2 separate regions of the Sus scrofa genome follow, and region 2 is linked to region 1. Evidence: chromatin contacts called from public Hi-C data. All regions are on one chromosome and are shown on one strand. The core of a region is the stretch at or near the end of the contact, and the rest is flanking DNA. Distances in the headings are between cores, read along the strand shown.

Region 1 (3,033 bases), core at 208-2,707:
CCATGCAAAATTCGCCGGGGGGAGGACTCCCCAGCCACAGATGCCGATTTGCATTCTATTTACATGCCGTTTGCTGGCAGTTTCACTCCAGCTCTGAATTCCCCCGAAAGCCCCCACCCCTGGGGAAACTTCCGAATCAAGATTCCTCCGCTGAAGTTCCAAGGCTTTTGTGCCAGGTCCCTCCCCTACTTCTCTAGTCTTTGCAAGGATCCCCAGTTCCTCCAGGGCTCTCTTTGCTCAGGTGCCCCCCCCCAACCTGGTGCAGTTGAGCAGCCAATGTGGCGCGTGGCCCGGGGCCCCAGGCGGGGACGCCGCTGCCCGCCACGCTCCAGGGGCCTTTGTCCGCGCTCCAAGGAGCCGCCCCTTAGCGAACTGGGGACAAGTTGCGGAGTGGGGGGTGGGAGGTGGTATTGGCGAGGCCTGGGAGTGACAGAGCTAGGGAAAGAACCTTCCGGCTGTGCTAGAGTCCTCCTCCGGAGCAAGGTCGGCACCCCCCTCCCTGGCTAGTTAACCAGCTCCCTCCCACCCCACCCCCAGCCCGCCAAGGCGGGTGCAAGCAGTAAGGAACCTGGGATGCAGAGGACTGGAACCCCGTGTCCGCCAAGGGGTGGGGATGCAGCACTGGGCTGGCTCACCTCTAGCCAGGCTGGAACAGAAAAGCTAGCCGACCCCTCTCCCCCGCCATTGTATGCAGCTGCCCCTCAATTGTCCCCCGGTCCCAGGTCTCAGCTCTGCCTCTTTTGGCCTGCAGTGTCCCCCTCTTGGTCCCGTAGTGCGCAGCCACGGCCGGCTGGGAGCTTGGCCCCTAGCCCCTGCGGCAGGTGCGGCAGCTCAACCCCAAAGCTCGGCCCCTGTGCCCCCAGCTCCGTCTGCCCTGCGTGTGGTCAGGGCCCACCGGCTTGCCACGCAGCCCCCAAACCTGCCCGCGGCTGCCCTCACAAATCACCCGGGCACGGCTGGGCTCCTTTACATTCCCAGTTGACCTTTGCCTCTGGTGGCCCCAGGACCCTCCTCAGGGACTTGGATCTCCTCCCGGTCCGGGTACACCCCTCCCCCCGAAAGGTCCCAACCCCCCACCCCACCCTCTGCGGCTCCTCTCTCTCTTGGCACTGTAGTCCCCCCCTCCAATCCCCCATCTCACCCAGCAGATTAACCCCTTGGGGGGCCTTAGCACAGAAGCAGACCTCACCTCAACCCTCCCAAGTCCGGGCGGGAAAAGTTTCTGGGGTCCCCGCAGCGCCTCCACCCCACCCGCGCCGCTCGCACTCACCGACCCCCGCGGCCCCGAAGCGCCGACGCTCCCGCTGGCCCTCGGCTCTAGTCACATCTCTGCAGCGCCGCCGTGGCCCCAGCCCCGCGCGCGCCCGCCCGCCAGCCTGTCCGGCCTCACTGCATCGCACTCAGGAGCCGCTGCCGCGCGAGGCGCCCCCTGGCCCGGCCAGCGCAGCTGCAGCCGCCACGACCCCGCCCCTCCAGCCGGCCCGCCCCCTGGAGCTCCGCCCCCCGGAGCCTCCGAGCCCCGCCCCCGGCGGGGCCGCCGCAGGGCTGCTTGTTCCCAGTTGAATTCCGCTCAAGCTCCTCGCTCTTGGCCGGCGGCGCTGTGAGACGAGCCCCCTGCAGCGTCCCCGATTCGAGAATACTCCCTGCATATCCACAGTGCGCCCATAAGCAGTCTGGACATGCCGGACACATCCGCAGGTTGATGTACTTGCGGAAACACACACACGGAGCCCCCCAGCTCAGCACATTCTCCTACGTGGCTTCCTAAACAGAGACTTCCCCACTATATCCCAGCAAGAGCCGGGGCGCAGAGAGGATTCCGCCGCGCTCCTTCCAAAGTCACAAATGCCCCAGTATCCAACCAGGCAGCCCCTTCCCGCCTGGGCACACTCTAAATCCTCGCCCCTCCCAAAGGACTCTTGTCCCTTCACGTATCCTGAGCCCTACACCCGCGTCCTTGGCCGCCCCCAAACATACTCGAACGTCCACGGAGTACTCCTCACATGGGTCCATGCTCAGGATCCCACCACCGCCGCCACACACATCACACGCATTCGTCCACGATCTCCCTGCGCACACACCTGGCACTCCGCAGACGCTCAGGGCACAGGAGGGACGCGCGCCCATGGGGTAGCCACGGGACCTGCTCGAAGAAAGTGGTTCAGGGCGGCTGGGACCTCGACACAGAGTCTGGCTCCTGTCCGAGGTCAGCATGAGCCTACCCGGCCTGGGAGCTGCTCTCCAGCTTCAGACCAGCTTCCCCAGGTCTTCCTTCCAAAGTCCCCAGAACTTTGAGGACCCCTCTGTGCTGTGGATAAGACGCCCCCACCCCACCCCCCCATCTTGGCCCTACAAGACACAACAGGGGGAGGTACGCAGGAAGGTGGGTTGCCGAATAACACTCCCTTCTGGGGACAGCTGCAGACCCTGATCTTTGGGGAGCACTGACCTTTCAGATATTCGCATCCCTACCTTCGAGCCTGCGGCCAGGCCAAGGCGGTTTTCTATGGTCAGGCGACGTACCATTCGGACCTGCATCTTTCCAAACAACTCATCTTAAGTTTAAGGAAAAATGGAGAAGTACCACGAAACCAAAAAATTCCCGGTTTTATTGGCTGACGTATCCTCAGCGCCTGGAATAGGGTCTGGCACTCAGGAGACGATCTTTAGACATTTGCGAGACGACCCCTCCTCAGAGTCCGGGAACTGGAAAACTGGAACATGGATGGGTACCGCCCCCTTGTGGTGTCTAGTGGAACTGACGCCGAGATTCCTTTCTTTCCTTCTGTAATCCTGAGTAAATTCACTTTTCCAAGCCATCAGCTGGCGTGGGAAAGCTGTTCCTGTGAATTGATTAATATTACAGTTGCAGTTATATTCCTTTCCCTAGCCCATTGTACAGAGGAACCCTGGATGTGATGATCAGTTTATCTTTGGGTGATGATACTTTGGGAAGCAAAGGGTGAAAATGAAGGAGGCTATTATCTCCCACTCAAAAGTTCAGGGACCCAAGGACCCATTATCTGCGTCATG
Region 2 (3,337 bases), core at 692-3,191, 440 kb before region 1:
GTCAGTGTATCAGGAGCAGGATGGGTTAAGGTAAGGCAGTGATGAGGGCAGGAGGAGTCACTGGAGTCTTTGTAGGGCTTGTTGGCCACCATAGAAAAGCCTGGAGTTTATTCTCAGAGCAGTGGGAAACCACCGCAAAGTTTCCATTAAGAAGGCAAGCAGGCGTTCCCATGGTGGCACAGTGGAAACGAATCCGACTAGGAACCATGAGGTTGCGGGTTCAATCCCTGGCCTCGCTCAGTGGGTTAAGGATCCGGTGTTGCCGTGAGCTGTGGTGTAGGTAACAGACGAAGCTCAGATCTGGCACTGCTGTGGCTATGGCAATAGGCAGGGGGCTACAGCTCCGATGTGATTCCTAGCCTGGGAACCTCCATATGCCCTGGGTGCAGCCCTAAAAAGACACAAAAAAAAATAGAAGACAAAAAAATAAAAGAAGGCAAGCATTGTGATCTGTTTTATCATTCACAAGGATACACATTTCCCATTTCTGTAAACCAGATGCCCTGTCTCCTCGCTTGCTCCAACCTTCCTCCCATGATGCCCAACAGTATATCATGGTTTGCAAAGTGCTACAAAGATATGAACAGTCCCTTCTGAGTCTCCCTCTCATGCCAGCGGGTACAAGGTCACAAAATATCATCTGTCCAAGGGCAGGGGGAGACCTTTTAATTAGAGGGGTTAGTTATAATACTCATAGGAAGATGCTTATAATACTCATAAGAAAAGTGCCCTTAAACACCCAGCAAAGAACCAAGAAAGACGAATCTCATGCCCTCTGTATGGGAAACCAAGATTGGTGCCCTAAAGGTGACGAGTTGTGATAATACAAGAGGAAGATAAATAAATATCAACTCGAAAATACTTGAATAGCTATTACTGAAAGGCTGAAACTGAACTGATGCCAGCACTGTTGATTATACATCAGAAACGAATTAGCATCAAACCCGGTCTAACTTCTTTCTCTGATTTCTGAACAAGTTGCCAGAGTTTGAGTGTCTTTTCCTTTTCTGCTTCTTCTAAATGCTGCGATCAATCCAATCCGAAGGGCCCAATGCCCATATCTAACTACACTCAAGTTGTACTGTAAATCCAGGTAGCAAAATCTCTATTCTCAAATTGAAACAGAAAAACAAACAAACAAACAAACAAAAAACACTGCACATAAAACCCACAGTGGTGTCTTGTGTTTTGTGAAGGGCAAATAAAAGATACAAATGCTGCAAAGAAGCCTGCCTGGGGACTGGCAACTTTTCTGACTTGGCTGGGTCGCGGTTGTACCCATTTACGTAAAAATTCACAGAGCTGTACCCTAGGTTAGGTACTTCACACATTCCTCTCCCAACTAACCCCACCTACATCCTCTTCTCATTTTACTGCTGAGGTATCTGAGGTTCAGAGAGAGCAAGCCACTTAGCAAAGCTCACACAGCAAGAAAACAGCCGAGGCAGAATTCACTTCTAAGTGCGTCTCATCATAAAGCCTGAGATGGCTGGGAGGCAAGCACCGCGTATCACAATGTTCGGGCTGGCAAGGATCTCACAGCCTTTCGTTTCACGTATGGGACGCGTTTACGAAGACGCCGGGATCCCTCCACCAGAATTGGGACGGCGAACTCACCACGGTCGCGACTCCCATTCAAGCGCGCCGGGGGTTAGAGCATGCGCTCTCTGACCTGGGTGAGGATGGGCTGGAGGGAGGGAGAGCACCAATAAGAAAGACCCGCTGTCCCCCCTCAAGTTGGGGAACCCAGTCCCCGCCGCCCTACCTTGGTGGATGAAGGGCTGCCTGCTGGGTCTGCCGGGTGGGAGCCCACTAGCGCTGGATTCGCTCATGGTTGTGCCCAGCGCCGCCGAGAGGCCGCGGGAGACCAGCTCCAGCCGCCGCCACCTCCCCGCCTTCGCTTCGGGAGCCGGGATTCCAGGTTCCGGCGCTGACGTCACAGAGGCGGGGGCGGGGGCGGGGCGCCGGGCTGCCCTTCCCACGCCCGCCCCGCGCTGGACCACCCGAGGGGCCCGGAGCTGGGAGGCGAGGTGACAGCCGGGGGCGGCGGGAAGGTGCGGTTCCGGCGCGTCGCCCACCCGGGATGGGAGGAGCGGCTGGAGAGCCTGAGAGACCCCGGACGGCTCCATCCAGCGGCCGCGCTGAGGGGCGACCTTCCAGTTTTTAAAAAGTGTAATAAAAATAATCAAAGACTCCAAACAAGTGTATCGAGTAAGTTACCATTTGAGTACAAAAAGGGAAGAAAAAAAAGAAAGGGACCGTACTTGTTTGTAAATACAGAAGATGTCTCTCGAGTGGAGAGCTAGGAGGCTGGGGGAGAGAGGTAGGAGGGAGGATTTTTCTATAATATATATTTTTAAAATTTTGCACCATATCCACATCTCTGCCTCTATCCACGTTTAAAAGATAGAATTCAAAGGAATTGCCAAATAAATACTGAAGAAATTGTATATACATTTGTATATAATACAAGTAACTGCCAAATTAAACAAAGTGTAGCTAAGTCTACTATGCAGAAGAATTCCAAATAATTTCTAGACACTTCAAGGAAGTGGAACCTAACTCCGCCCTCTTTAAGTGTAGACTACATACAGTGACTTCCTTCCAAAGACGACAGTGTGGAAAGGGAGGGCGGGGCAAGTATTTAACTGAATAATCCCTGACAAACACTTTCCCAGACAGATGATCACAAAGTCAGAATCATCAGTGATGTCATATTGATGATATGCATCCTTGATATGATGTGATAGAAATGATATTTTACCTGTGGGGTCTTTCTCCCCCAGACCCATAATTTCAGCCTCATCATGGAAACATCCGACAAACCCCAACTGAGAGACATTCTGCAGGATACCTGATAAGCTCCACAAAACTGTTAGGTCGTTAAAAACGAGGAAAGTCAGGGGTTCTCGTTGTGTCTCAGTGGTTACAAACCTGCCTAGTATCTGTGAGGGTGCAGGTTTGATCCCTGGCCTCACTCAGTGGGTTAAGGATCCGGTGTTGCTGTGAGCAGATCGCAGATGTGGCTCAGATCCCATGTTGCTGTGGCTCCAATTCGCCCCCTAGCCTGGGAACTTCCATATACTGCAGGTGCAGCCTTAAAAAAAATAAAAAAGGAAAGTCAGAAACTGTCACAACCAAGAGGAGCCTAAGGATCCATGACCACTCAAGTGTAAGGTGGCTGCTAGGATGGGATGTGGAACAGGAAAAGTAACATCTAAGCAAATCTGAATAAAATATGGACTTTAATACTCCAATATAAAATAAAAATTGACTTAAATTGGAAAAAATTAAAGTATGGACTTTAATAATAATGTGTAGGCATGGCTCATCTATC

Evidence for each region. Hi-C and Micro-C count contacts between places; a contact is called where the count stands out from the background.
Region 2: a contact with region 1 is called in a Hi-C map of fetal skeletal muscle, with 2.2 times the contacts expected there. The contact joins the promoter of TMC7 here to the promoter of GPRC5B in region 1. A contact is called at or near these places in 5 of 47 Hi-C or Micro-C datasets (embryonic fibroblasts, fetal skeletal muscle, mesenteric adipose tissue and 2 more).

What each region holds. Positions count from the first base shown.
Region 1 is chr3:25,868,793-25,871,825 of Sscrofa11.1, reverse strand. It overlaps GPRC5B (G-protein coupled receptor family C group 5 member B), which reads right to left and starts at 1,457. Exons shown (of 4, transcript XM_021086531.1): 1 at 1,271-1,457.
Region 2 is chr3:26,304,780-26,308,116 of Sscrofa11.1, reverse strand. It overlaps TMC7 (transmembrane channel-like protein 7), which reads right to left and starts at 1,941. Exons shown (of 16, transcript XM_021086539.1): 1 at 1,766-1,941. The coding sequence starts at 1,832.